2 separate regions of the Mus musculus genome follow, and region 2 is linked to region 1. Evidence: chromatin contacts called from public Hi-C data. All regions are on one chromosome and are shown on one strand. The core of a region is the stretch at or near the end of the contact, and the rest is flanking DNA. Distances in the headings are between cores, read along the strand shown. Region 1 overlaps Gm26008 (a long non-coding RNA gene). Region 2 has its middle 15 kb from the start of Gm52860.

The links. A called contact is a pair of places that touch in the nucleus more often than the background predicts.
Region 2: a Hi-C map of embryonic stem cells shows a contact between it and region 1, with 3 times the contacts expected there. The contact joins two enhancer-like sites. A contact is called at or near these places in 7 of 39 promoter capture datasets (the 3T3-L1 cell line, 3T3-L1-derived adipocytes, cranial neural crest and 4 more), 6 of 484 Hi-C or Micro-C datasets (the G1E-ER4 cell line and embryonic stem cells), 1 of 115 datasets of contacts at active chromatin or transcription factors (embryonic stem cells) and 1 of 9 other capture datasets (embryonic stem cells).

Annotation. Positions count from the first base shown.
Region 1 is chr6:39,264,827-39,271,969 of GRCm38.p6, forward strand. It overlaps Gm26008 (a long non-coding RNA gene), which reads right to left. Exons shown (of 6, transcript XR_001785221.2): 4 at 5,718-5,873; 5 at 1,507-1,683; 6 at 824-975. It overlaps Gm34147 (a long non-coding RNA gene), which reads right to left and starts at 785. Exons shown (of 4, transcript XR_377568.2): 1 at 615-785. It also overlaps the pseudogene LOC115490450. Within about 2 kb of position 4,370, at least 39 of the 459 cell types and tissues checked have an H3K27ac peak or open chromatin away from gene starts, as enhancers often do. A contact at or near this core is called in embryonic stem cells, where this site is marked.
Region 2 is chr6:39,451,377-39,458,519 of GRCm38.p6, forward strand. No RefSeq gene overlaps it. Among named protein-coding and RNA genes, the nearest start is that of Gm52860, 15 kb to the right of the region's middle. Within about 2 kb of position 3,490, at least 23 of the 459 cell types and tissues checked have an H3K27ac peak or open chromatin away from gene starts, as enhancers often do. A contact at or near this core is called in embryonic stem cells, where this site is marked.

The DNA of each region.
Region 1 (7,143 bases), core at 3,120-5,619:
GCCAGAACTGGGTTCAGTTTCCTGTCCCCAGAGCTGGAAAAGAGCCAGAAGAGCTAAGTCCAACCACCCCAGGGGCAGGAAGTGGGAGACCAGGCCACACCGAAGCCCCAGATCAAGCCTTTAACAGCTGTTCCTGGGACAGAAGCCAATCCAGGTTGGGGTGTGGTGAGCCTCCTACCCTTCCAGAACAAGATTTCATTTAATCCCCGTTCTTGCCTCGCTTACAGAGGAGGAAACGGAAACACATGCTAAATAAGGATCAGAACCAGGTCAAGGTCACTCAGCTGCTGGAGAGCAGAGCTGGCTTGAATCTTGGTAGACCCTAGGACCTCTGCACAGGTTCCCCTTGGGAATTGATGGTAGCTCACAGACAGGCCCTCTCCAGGAACTGCCCTGCCTGAAAGGAGGTGCCAAGGACAAGGTTGGTCTCCTCCTGGGGCCAAATCATTTGTGTGGCCATGAAACTGAGAAACAAGGGAGCAAAGACCTCAAGACCACCCACACTGACTTCAGCACTCCTGTGGGATGGAGAAGGCCTTGTGGTTTTTATTTGGGGGGGGGGGGGGTCTTTCTTTATACTGTCTCATACTATACCACGCAGGCATCAAACTCACATTAATCCTCCTGCATCAGCCTTCAGAGAATTGGGAATCCAGGCTTGAGCCCCCATGCTGCCAAGGCCTAAGTTTTTGTCCAAATAAAAATTTCCGTTTTCTTCTTCTTCTTTTCTTCTTCTTTTCTTCTTCTTTCTTCTTCTTCCTTCTTCTTCTTCTTCTTCTTCTTCTTCTTCTTCTTCTTCTTCTTCTTCTTCTTCTTTCTCCTCTCCTTCTCCTCCTTCTCCTCCTCCTCCTCCTCCTCCTCCTCCTTCTTCTTCTGTAAAATTCTGGCTAGTGTGAGCTAGGCCTTTAATCCCAGCAGGGGAAGATACATCTCTGTGTGTTCCAGGCTAGCCAAGACTCCATAGTGAAAGCCTGCCTATAAATAAATAAAATTAAGTAATTAACTTTAAAAATATATGTACAAATAAAATACTTCAAAAATGTGCGTGTCATCCTTGCACAGGGGCTGTGCTAATCCTCTCTATCATTTTAGTATATGTGTTGCCAAATTGAGCACCACAACTGTATTTCCTTGCAACCTCTCCCTAGGCCTCATCCTGCTTCCCTGCCTTAGCCTCCTTCTTAGCGTTTACCAACCCAGCCCTTTCCACATTCAGCTTTCTGCACCCAAATCTCTCTCCCCTGCTTGGCTTTGTGGGCATCCTTCCTAGGAGGTTCCACAAGCTCATCTTTGTATAGCCCTGCCTGCACTTCACATTAGCTAGGATAGAACAGTCAAGACTCCAAAATGGGTTAAGAAGGCCTCTAGGATTAGCATCAGTCAGCAGTCCTGCTATTCCTAAGCTAGTGAGTGGGACAGAGGGAGAGAGGGGGAGAGAGGGAGGAAGGGAGGGAGGGACAGAGACAGAGACAGAGACAGAGACAGAAACAGAGAGAGCATGCACACCTCTGCTCCAAACATCATTTAGGGACGTAGGGGTCAACCAGTTCAGGAGAAATGAGCACAGAGATACAGCAGTCCTTGCTAAAGACACCAGGAAGGTAAGTGTAGGACCTGGCTTTGCACTTCCTGTGTCTTGACTTCCTGTGGCTGGAGACTACTTGCAGCATGTGGAGTTGATGCCTAGGTTTTGAGACAGGAAAGACAAGAAAAATTAATTCCTCACTCGATAGTACGGCTGAAGCTTCTAACTAGTTGAGAATCAAGAGTTCCAGCTATCAAGTTTGGTGGCACATCCCAGCACCCTGGAGGCAGAAGCAGGTGGTTGTCTGTGGGTTCAAGGCTAGCCTGGTCTACAAAGAGAGTTCTAGGACAGACAAGTCTACACAGAAAAATCCTGTCTCAAACAAAACAAAACAAAACAAAAACAAAAACAAAAACAAAAAAACAAAACAAAACAAAAAACCTTCCTGGTTATCAACATTTGTTATATTGTTACCACCAGAGGAAGTATTTCTTTTATATAGAAATACTTTCAGATATGAATGTTAAAATAACAACAAACCTGGCTTAAGGCCTGCATCTGTATGACCTCAGGTAGGACCTTACTCCTCTCCTAGATTTTTTCCCAGAATTCCACATACAAAACATTGTATTATATTATATTATATTACATTATATTACATTACATTATATTATGCTGGCAAAAGGGCTCAGTGGGTAAAGGTGCCAACCCAAGTTCTATCACCTGGACTGACATGGTAGAAATATAGAATTAACTCCTTTAATTGACCTCTGACCTCCTCATGCATGTGCAGATATAGATAGATAGATAGATAGATAGACACACACACACATATATACACAGCCAATTTAAAAACATTATTAACTAATTCACAGTGAGGCATCCTATTGCTTCCCTGTGTCAAGTACAATCCTGTCTGGCATACCTTTGTCCATCCTGAGATTTCATTTACATTTCTTAGCAAACTTTGTAAATAACAACTTTCGAAACAACCAGAATCCTACATGTAAGTATTGTTAAGCCAGCTGGACTCGACCCTTTGTCCTAAGCACCTCTCTATTAACCTCTGCTCTTAAGTATGTTTAAATAATGTTTTATAAAGAGTCTGGGGAAATGGCTCACATACTCCACCTGCAGCCAGGAGTCCAACATCCCCCGTGTCAAGCAACTCCCAACTGCCTGGAACTCCACCTCCAGAGTCTATCTGCTGCCACTACCTCCAGAACTAGTTCCAGGACAGCCAGGGCTCAGAAAAACATATCTATATCTTATCTATCTCTATCTATTTACCTATCTATCTATCTATCTATCTATCTGTGCTATTTAATAAACTCTGTAAGGAATGGCAGCAAGCACCTTTATTCCTAGCATGCAGGAAGCAGAAACAGGTCATTTCTGTGAGTCCCAGACCAGCCAGGGACACACAGTGAGACCCTGTCTCAACAGCTAAACAAACTAAATCCGAGCTGTGATGCTGCGGCTATAGCTCAGGTGGTAGAGTGCTAACCTAGAAAGTGCAACGTCCTGGGTCTGAACTCTACACCCCATAAAAGCAGGCATGATGGTATATGCTTGTCATCCTAGCACTTGAGAGGGAGAGCCAGGAGGATCAGAAAGTCAAGGTTAAACTCTGATACATAGCAAGGTTGAGGACAGCCTGGGCTACATGACGCCAGGTTTCAAATGAAATAAACTCTATCTCTGCTTCATGCTGGCCTTGTCCAAAATTCTTTCCTGCTGTGATGATTATAATTGGGTTTGAGGTCCCTGTAAGGGAGGGGAGCTCTATAAAGGGGAGAAAATGGCTGCCACAGTTGATAGCTAAAGTGAAGCTAAATCTTCAATCCCATACCACCACTGACAGGAATGGAGTAAACACAAGCAGGAAGCCAGTGTGGGGTCAGGAATGACTATCATCACCATCATCATCATCATTTTGTTTTTTGAGACAGGGTCTCACTTTGTAGACCAGGCTGCCCTCAAATTCACAGAGATCTACCCGCCTCTGCTTCCTGAGTGCTGGGTGTGCGACACTGCACCCAGCTTTCCTTTTTGCTTTGGGACAGTCTTTTGTATCCCCACACTCACTGGACAGCTGTGGATGGCATTGAATGCCTGTTCATTATGCTACCACACTTGAAGATAAACATTTTAAAATGGAAGCACTATCCCTGTACGGATGACAGTACTTAAACCCAAAGCCCCCACAGGTGTAAGGTCTCCTTGCTGAGCCTGCAGGCTTAGCTCCTTCTGGCTCTGTGCTCCATGCAGCTTCAAGGATCCCAACCTCCACTGTCTGGCTGTTTGTTTTCCTTAGGCATAATAACTGGTGAGTTCTTTTCTGTATCCATTTTTAATTATCTCGTCTATGAAACTGAGAACCTGCAAAGGGAACCCAGTGTTTCCTGGTGACACAGCAGACTTGGTCCATAGTTGTTTCCACACACTTTAAACATGTGGTGTTCACTGGCTCAAAGGAGGGTGGCTACAAATGACCTCAATCCACATAAGGAGGAAGGGAAGAGAGGGCCACTGGCCTATCCCTGGAAGAGGAATCAGGTGACCGTGGAGAGGTAAGGACTAAGAAGCCCAGCTAGCTTCAGGCTCCAGGGAGTCCAGGCCCAGGTTGGAAACACTTATCAGCTGCCATCCCTGTCCCTACCCCGCCCCCCCCCCACCTCCTCTGTGCCCCCATGATCCCCTAGGCCAGGACCTGGGCTGCAGAGACATCTGCTTCTATTTGTTTTTCCTTTTCCCTTTCCCTTGATGTCACCCACCTCACCCCACCCTGTGACTCCCGGGAGAGAGCTCACCTCACCTCGGGAGGGACTCGTTTAGTCACTTCTTTCTAAGCCAGGGAGAGAGAAGGAAGGGGGAGGGGAGGAAAGACCAGAGACTTGTGGTACTGGCATTAAGACTAAACACAGCCTGAAGCTGACACCCTGAGGTCAAAGTGGAGAAAGAAAAAAAAAAAAAAAAGACGGGTGAAAGGCTGTGCTAAGAAAAGCTAAGAAAAGCACCAGGGAACAGACTGTGGGGTGAACCTGAGCTGAGGAGAAACTCGATGACTCTTACCTTTGGGTCACACCTAGGCTAATAACCACGACTGGAAATTCCTGTTGGGAAGAGGCAGCTTTTTCTTATTGAGATAATAAGCCCTCGGTGTTGAACCTGGAACACTTTCAGACCAGTGGAGGCTCCCGCAAACTCATGGGGAACCTTTGTGTAAATCAGAAAGGGGAGGTCTTTTCTCCAGGCGGTCACGACCTCCAGCTTGGCCCGGTGTCTCTGCTTTCCCAGCTGACTACCTGGGCAAAGGTACATCTGACACTCGCCCTCACCTTCACCCTCGCCCTTACCCTCACCCTACCTTGCCACCTCCCCTACCCCTGCTAAGTTGTTGCTGGCCCACCCTGCTGAAGTTGACATCCAAATAAATCCAGGACTACCACTCAATTCCCTTGTCCCAGGAGAGGCTTCCGGTTGATGTGGAAGAAGTCTTTCTTGCCACATCCCTGGCCTGACCAAGGATGGTTATTAGCAATTTAGTACTGATTGGGCCCTGTCCACATCAGTCAAGAAGAGGGAGGGACTTACGAGCCTCCACCCTCCCTGAAGATCTATACGCAGTTATGGGATGCTGGCAGGAAGAGACATTTTCTTTAGTATTGTAGCCATTGATAAGGCGCTCCAAATCCCACAAACAATTGGGACACACACACACACACACACACACACACACACACACACACGCAGGCACGCACGCGCGACAGGGAAATAGGATAAGAACTGGTTAAGGAAAGGAATCAGCAGGAGAGGGAGAAGAGTGAACAAGAAGTAAGGGGGTGCCAAAGACCACGGAAACACAGTATGCACGTGCATGAAAATGCCGTAAGGAAACCCATGGTCATGTATCACTAGTACATGCTAATAAAAATATTAAAATTGGAAATCACGGCTATGTAGCCCCTGGTGACATAAACGACTTGGGCAAAGATTATGGAAGGTTACTAGAGAGCAAAATATGTTGGCTAAAGAAGCACTTCCAGACAATGCAGAAATTACCAAAGGAATAAATTCCCTTTCCAACAGAGAGAGCTGGCGGGCCACACCCACCCAAGTGATCAAACTGAGTGTCCCTGTTAGTACAATGGTTATGCACCTCCTGGTGTGATTAATCTAAAATAAATACCTCTACCACCTATGAGTTATTCTGTCAAAAGTGATTAACTTCACTTCAGTTTCCAGCTTCCAAGTCAGATGATTCACAACTGCCTATGGCTCCAGCTCCAGGGATCCAGCGTCCTCTTCTGGCCTCTGAAGGTACCTGCACACATGACCACATAAACTGACACAAAGAAACATTTAAAATTTTTGTTGGCCTCTACACATACAGGTAGGTACTCATGTGGCCTCCCCCATTAGTCACACACACACACACACACACACACACACACACACACACACACACACACACCATTCTTTACCATTAATATCTAAAGGGCCAACTCACAGTGTGTAATATACAATCAAAAAAGTCAACTTGTAATAAAGACACTCCCTAGCCAAGTGTGGTGGGTCACATCTGCAATCCCAGCACTCAGAAAGCTGAGGCAGAACCATTGCTGAATTCCAGGCCACGCTGGGCTAACTGTCTTTAAAAACAAAAAACAAAAACAGAAACACAAGACTTTCACTTTAATCAAACATTAACCCCTACATCGTGCACCTCTAAGAGAGGGTCTCACAGTGTACCCTTGGCTGGCCTGGAGCTCTCTATGTAAATCAGGCTGACTTCAAACTCACAGAGATCTACTTGCCTCTGCCTAGGGAGTTCCAGGATTAAGGATGTATGCTGCCATGACCAACTAGAATATCTTTTCAGCAAGGCCTGGGCCTTGCTTGGCCTTCATACTGTTCTTGGCATGCTCAGCCTAGTAGATAGGCAATTTCTCCGCTGAAGAAAGGAGACAATTTAAACCAGATTAGATTGTATTAAATGTAGGCTTACTGTCAAGTTACTCTTGGGCAAAGTTACTGATGCCAAGGATTAAGGCCAGGCAAGTCACCAGTGGGAGAGAGGGTGTGGGGAGAGAAAGAGAAAAAAGGTGTGTGGGTAGAGAGAGAAGAGAGAGAAGGAAAAGAAGAGAGATGGAGAAGACCAAAATGTCTGTTTTATCTAAGAAAGAGACTCTGAGGAAGAGCAGCCCAGCCTCTGGGCTGGAAGTTCAGGGTTGAAGGAAGTGCCAAGTAGGGACTGAAGGATTCAGGAAGAACTGGAGGCCAGGTCTGCTTTGATGTGTGAAATACATACACCTCTGTCCCTTGTCCTGGGGTTTGAAACCAAAGGCAAGTATCATCACAGGTCCTTGCTGTGTCACCTCTTGACCCTCTATATCTGATTGAGTTCCTGACACACCACCATTGATGGCTAAAGATAACTAAACCCTTAACAGATCAGCAAGAACTTTGTTCAGCCAGTTTATCGAGTAACCCCTGATTTCTAGTCACTAATCTTCCATCTTTTCTGTCACTAATCTTCCATCTGCTGCCCACTTCATCCTGCCCTTTGGTTCTAAATCCCTTCCTGTCCCTGTATTTACAGCCTGAGTTCCTTC
Region 2 (7,143 bases), core at 2,240-4,739, 190 kb after region 1:
CATGCTCAAGAGAAGCTTATGTTCCACAAAGGTGGGCGAGGCAGGTGCGATAGAGATGACCTATAAAGAGTTATGAGGCTTGTGACATTTTTATGTGTATATCACATACCCATGTGGAGGTGAACTTTCACGAGTCAATTTGCTCTTTCCACCACGTGGATCCCAGGGATTGTGTCAGGTGATCGATCAGTGTGGGTGTGTCCACAGGTGCCTGGACCTCTGCTTCATGATGCTGGCTCCCCATTTCTTTTGTTTGTTTGTTTGAGACAGGGTTTCTCTTTATGGCCCTGGCTGTCCTGGAACTCACTTTGTAGACCAGGCTGGCCTCGAACTCAGAAATTCACTTGCCTCTGCCTCCCAAGTGTTGGGATTAAAGGCATGTGCCACCTTGCCCGGCTCCTGTTTCTATTTCTTACCCTGTGTCCCTGGGATAATTCTTTGCCAGCAAGTAACCTGTGAACCCAGATTCTCACCTACACCATAAAGACAATGCCAAAGCAAGTCACATAGAAAGCAAATAAAAGAGGACTCTGCCAAAGGAGCCCAAAATTTCCCATCACAGGACCAGCAAATACTCAGCTACTGGCTTAACCAAGCCTTCAAAAAGAACACTTAAAATGCACCATCTTCACAGATGAGCACTCAGAACACAAAGCAAACCGAGGAGGTCTGAACTGTGAGACTTCACCAGGACCTCTCCAGGCCATAAAACTAAGAGTATTCCTCATACATGAGCACAGTCAAAATCCAAAAAGCCTCTTTCCTTTATAAACTAATCAATATGTATTTGTAGATAACGGACATCCAAGGCCAGGGAACAGAGGGGAAACTCCCAGCAGATGAGAATCCCCTTGATTATTTTTAGCCCAGATTATCAGCCATGAGTCTGCCTCCTAATCATGGTATAGGCACACCAGAATCATGTCCAGAATCATGTCTTCTATTATTATTATTACTATTATTATTATTTTAAATTGTGCGTGCATGCGTGTGTGTGTGTGTGTGTGTGTGTGTGTGTGTAATGTTTGTGGGTATCCATGAAGTCTAGAGCAGGGTTGCTGTTACAGGGAGTGTTACTGTAACACTGGGAATTGAGTTGCTCTTCCTCTGGAAGAGCAATAGATTCTCTTAACCACTGAACCATCTCTCCAGTCCTGATTTGTAAGTATTAAGCTTCTTCTTCTTCTTCTTTTATTTATTTATTTATTTATTTATTTATTTATTTATTTATTTTTTTGAGACAGGGTTTCTCTGTATAGCCCTGGCTGTCCTGGAACTCACTCTGTAGACCAGGCTGGCCTCGAACTCAGAAATCTGCCTGCCTCTGTTTCCCGAGTGCTGAGATTAAAGGCGTGCGCCACCACGCCCGGCAAGTATTAAGCTTCTTAAAATCGTTCAGGAGATCTTGATAAAGGGAAATCCATTTATTTATAGTTTGGTCAAAAGGTACTGAAGGAAGATTCCTGGCTTCTCTCTGCCATTTCTATGACAGGCTAACAATTTTATACAAAGAATGAAACAAGACACACGTGGGGGTGTGGACCTTTGATCTGAGCACTCAGGAGGCAGAGACAGGAGGGTCCAAGCCTGGTCCACACCATGAGCTCCTGGCCAACCAGGGCTGCTTAGAGTAGAGAGACTCTTTTTTAAAAAGAAACAAAAGGCTGAAATAAGAACCAGAAATATGTTGATTTAAGCTATCAGAAGGGGTTGCATGTCAGATATGTACATTATAATTCACAATAGCAGCAAAATTACACTTATGAAGTAGCAATGAAAGTAATCTTTTTTATATATATTTATTTATTTATTTACTTATTTATTATATGTAAGTACACTGTAGCTGTCTTCAGACACTCCAGAAGAGGGCATCAGATTTCGTTACGGATGGTTGTGAGCCACCATGTGGTTGCTGGGATTTGAACTCAGGACCTTTGGAAGAGCAGTTGGCGCTCTTAACCACTGAGCCATCTCACCAGCCCAATTAAAGTAATCTTATGGTTGGGGGTCACTATAACATGTGGGACTGTGTTAAAGGTTCACGGTACTAGGAAGGTTGACAGCCTCTGCTCTAGACGATATCTCTTGCCAGGCTGTTATAGGCTTTGGGTCCCCATGTTGCCCAGTGTAGGAAATAGTTATGGTCTACTTTCAATATGACCTCTCCCTCCCTTAGCTAGGGGCTAGCACCTGCTTGTCTCAGAATTCTGAGAGCTGGGGCTGGAGAGATGGCTCTGTGGTTAAGAGCACCTACTGCTCTTCCAAAGGTCTTGAGTTTAAATCCCAGCAACCACATGGTGGCTCACAATCATCCATAATGAGATCTGATGCCCTCTTCTGGTGCATCTGAAGACAGCTACAGTGTACTTATAAAAAAAAAAAAAAAAAGAAGAATTCTGAGAGTTAGTAAGGTACAGGCGGTCTTCTAAGTGACTGAGCCCAGAATGGCATGGGACTGGGAAGGCAGGTCCAAGTCCCAAACAGTTCATTGGATGAAGCTTTGCGTCCTTGTCAATGGGAGAATTCGGGATGCGGATCCCAGCTTGTAGAAGAAGAGGGTAAGAGTTTTTCCCCATTTAAGGATTTAAGATGGGCTGGAGAGATGGCTCAGTGTCCTGAGTTCAAATCGCAGCAACCACATGGTGGCTCACAACCATCTGTAATGAGATCAGATGCCCTCTTCTGGGGCATCTGAAAAACAGCTATAGTGTACTTATAAATAATAAATAAATCTTTTCTTTTTTTTTTTTTTTTCTTTTTGGTTTTTCGAGACAGGGTTTCTCTGTAGTCCTGGCTGTCCTGGAACTCACTTTGTAGACCAGGCTGGCCTCGAACTCAGAAATCTGCCTGTCTCTGCCTCCCAAGTGCTAGGATTAAAGACATGCACCACCACCGCCCGGCTTTTTTTTTTTTTTTTAATACATCTTTTTATTTTTTTTTTTATTATTTTTTTTTATTTTATTTTTTTTTTAAAGATTTATTTATTATTATATGTAAGTACACTGTAGCTGTCTTCAGACACACCAGAAGAGGGAGTCAGATCTTGTTACGGATGGTTGTGAGCCACCATGTGGTTGCTGGGATTTGAACTCAGGACCTTTGGAAGAACAGTCAGTGCTCTTACCCCTGAGCCATCTCACCAGCCCCCCTACATCTTTTTAAAAAAAGGATTTAAACATTGTTTTCTGTCAAGTCACAATGCTGGCCATTTTTGCCTTTTCTGGACACTGGCATCCCTTTCTGCAAAGCTGTATGGATTAAAAACGAATTCAAGGTGTTAGCCACATTGTTTTACAAATGTGTCAGCTTTCCTCTTGACCCAGCTAGCACCCAGATCATTGAGAACTGACTATGTATTTATCAAGCTTGAAGGGCACAACAACTGGGCAGAATTACTCCATTAATCCTCTGTGCTAATCTGGCTACCTCCCAGCTAAAATCCTGACATACTTGCATTTTATGGCTTTCTGTGCTCCAGCTGTTTTCTCAAGGTGTCTCCGGAAGTCTCTCCCCAAGGCTAATCTCCTTTTCCTCTCTCTTTTACCCCCTCAACCTCCCAGGGCTGGGAGGAAGCCCAGGTTTATGCTTTCCCTTGCTCATTCATTAGCTGATCAGCTTCTTTATTGACTAATCAGGGAAAGGCTGGGGAGCCGTGTTTACAGAACCTCGAGACAGGAGAGTCTCAGAATAAGGATTACAACCAGGTAAGGGAACACAGAAATCAACACCTGAATTACACAGAGCACAGTAATATTATGCCTACATCAAGGTGGGCATGACATATGCTTATAATCCCAGCAGTCATGGGGCAGAGGCAGGCAGATCTCTGAGAGTTTGAGAGCGGCCTGACATACAGTGAGTTCCAGGACAGTTAGGGAGGGGGCTGTCTCAAAACAAAATGGAATAACCCACAGGAAGTCCAACAACGAAGCGAAACTGCCTCTTCCTTTCTACTCTCTTGAATTTGTTATCACTAGGAAATTTACCAGCTTCTTCACGAGTCTCATTAACACAGGCTGGCCCCACCTTACAGGCTGGTCCTGCTATGCCATCTCTGGCCCTGCTTGGAGTTTTCCCATAGGTTGCTGAGGCACAGAGATAATAGTGTGGAGAAGAGCCTCAGTCCAGGCTCCAGGGCTCCAAGAGAAACTTGAGGAACAGGGTGGGCAGGGGCCATCCTGCTTACACGGTGGCCAAACCCTACTGCTCTGCTGGCCTGTGAACACGGTCCTGCTGCACCCACAGACCCTTGCTCAAGTAGTTTTACGACTGTCATTTAGCCAGAGCCCAAGTCTAGCTCTGTGCGAATCTGCAGTAAATCTCTGTTCTCTAGAACAATGTAGCCTCTACTCTGCCCAGGGAGTACAGGAATTAGTCCTGCTGGGAAGGGACTGTGCCTGTGATGTTTGGTTGTAGAATTGTGTGTGTCCGTGTGTCCGTTAGGAAAAGGGTGGGCAGGTAAGGGACACAGACCTTGTCCTTGTTAGGGAAGCTGGTACCAGGCTACCTAATTGTAGCCAGAAGCTGGCAACTGAACTCCACCTAGGGCCTGGGTGGGGTTAAGGTGTGGTCAATAGAGAGTCATGGAGCACAGTTAATTGGCTTCGACAGGTGTGGGTAGTAATAGCCTGTTCACCTGCCTTGTTTTGCTGTTTCCTGTTCTTGCCTCTGGTCAGACCTGAAATAGCCCCACCTACCACCAAAGTCTGCCTAGAAGGGACCACTGCCAAATGGATGTGCATTCTGGTTTAGGAAAAGGAAGTTTATTAATGCAAGAGAGGTTGTAATTGCATACCGTGAGTATACTGCATGCCCCCGAATTCTTTACTTTAAAAACGGCTAAGTTTATGTTCTGGGACTTTCATTGCAATCGAACAAGGAAACGGGTGGAAAATGCAAGGCCGGGAGCATACAGGATTAGCCTGTACTGTCCCAGGGCTCAGGGAAACCAAGACAAGAGGGAAGGAGAATTTACCACATCTCTCAGCCTCTGGAACTCCTTAGCTCTGGCTTCACCCTCACCAAGCCTCTGGAAATTTCTTTGTGTGGTTTCCTTTGCAGGATCTGTGGTAAAGGTCTTGCTTAGCATGCTGTTAAGGTACCTGGGTGAAGGAAAAAGCTGTTTCCAGCAACAAAGAGGCCCCTCCCTTTGAGAGAGAATGACACTCATCTATTGCTTTCATGGTTGTATAATGTTTTCCTGCTCTTTTTTCAAACATTTAAAAAAATGCGTGTGGCACATGTATGTAGTGTGTGTGTGTGAGTGGTGTGCATGCCCATGTGCACGCAGGTCCCCTTGGATGCCAGAAGACAGCATCAAACCCCTGGAGCTGGAGTTACAGGCAATTGTGAACACCCTGTTTAGACAACAGTAGCTGAGCTGTTGTCTACCACAAGAGCAGTGCTTCATCACTGAGCCATCTCTCCATTTTGTGGCTTTTTCATGGTTTATTTATTTATTTTTAAGATTTTATTTATTTTACGTATGTTCCTACACTGTTGCTGTCTTCAGACACACCAGAAGAGGGCACTGGATCCTATTACAGATGGTTACGAGCTAATCTGGTTGCTGGGAATTGAACTCAGGACCTCTGGAAGAGCATTCAGTGCTTTTAATCACTGACCCATCTCTCCAGGCCATGTTTTGTTTTAAAATGTGTGCATGTGTACGTATGTGTACTTTTTATTTGAATAGTGTGTGTGTGTATGTATGAGTGTGCACACGCACACGTGTGTGCTATGGAAGTCCCAGGACAATGTGTCAGTTTTCTCTTTCTCCTGTGTAGCCTGAGGGTTGAACTTGGGCATCAGGCCTGGCACTGGCCCTTTGCTCCCTGAGCATTCTCTCGAGGCGCCACACTTGTTGTGCACGCTCAACAGGCCAGGAAGAACGACGCTGCTACAGGATCCTTCTGCACACATTTATTCAGTCCTGTTTCTTCTTTCTCCATATATCTCCCTTGTTTTTATATCTCCCTTGTTTTTATATCTCCCTTGTTTTTATATCTCCCTTGTTTTTATATCTCCCTTGTTTTTATATCTTCCCTTGTTTTTATATCTCCCCCGAACCCTGGGCCTCTCACTCTTTTATACTCTCAGTTCCCATCCATGCACAGCAGGCCACGCCACCTCACCAGGCACGCAGCTTCAGCTAATCAGGGCAGCAGGGGCAAATCTCCACCAAATTGGATTCACCTGTATCCTGGTACACCTGCGCAGCACTCAAGATGTTTGTGTCTTATATGAGGAAGTCAGGTGCAAGTCATATGACTTAGCTGCAGTCCCTGGCGCCTTTAGGACTGCCGCCACACCCGCTCCCCACAATTCCCCCTTTTTTCTTTTTTGGCAGAGAGAATGTCTGTAGATAGCCCCCCGCAGCCATGCCCCTTACCCGTCCTTGGGTGACAAACAGCATTGGTTTGATCCCTGTCTTAGGTTGGTGACATGCCCAGGGAGTCTTATCACTGACTACCTCTCTATTATGCCAAGCCACACCTGGGGAGATTGTGTTTTGCTTGTGGCAGGTGCATCAAAAGGCCAGGATGTTAATGAACCTATGGCCAGATCTTAATTGCTGCAAGCAAGCCTCATGGGTGAAGGTAGAGGTCTGATCCCCAGTGTGCAAGCATAGGGGCCCTACACAAAACCATCCCTTAGGCTCATCACCCAGAGAGGTCTTGGCCAGCTCCCGTGTCGTTTTTCCTGAGGGAAGGGAACTAGGACACTGAACCTTCATGCAATCAGACATGCCTTCCACAGGATGCCAACAGCAAGCTATCCTCTGTGCAGTGCTTAGCCTCGCACCCCACGGCATAACGCAGCATAATTTCTTTTAGAGCGGCAAACCGAATCTGAGGAGATTGTCCCGCCTCCACTGCAGCAAAAGCCTACGCTACCATGGCGAAAGTGCGGGCCGCACACTCTGCACCTAACACATGTGCCAAACACACAACGCACACACACACTATAACAAGCATACATCCCAGGGCTCTCATCCCCGCTCATCTTCCCTGAAGCAAGGGATAGATGGCCAGCGGGGCTATCTCTTTAAGGGGAATTCAGGGATCAAAAAGCGTGGAAAAATTTGAATGTCATGTCGAGCTGGTATCGGCTTCTGGAATACCGAAAGGATCTCCCATCTCG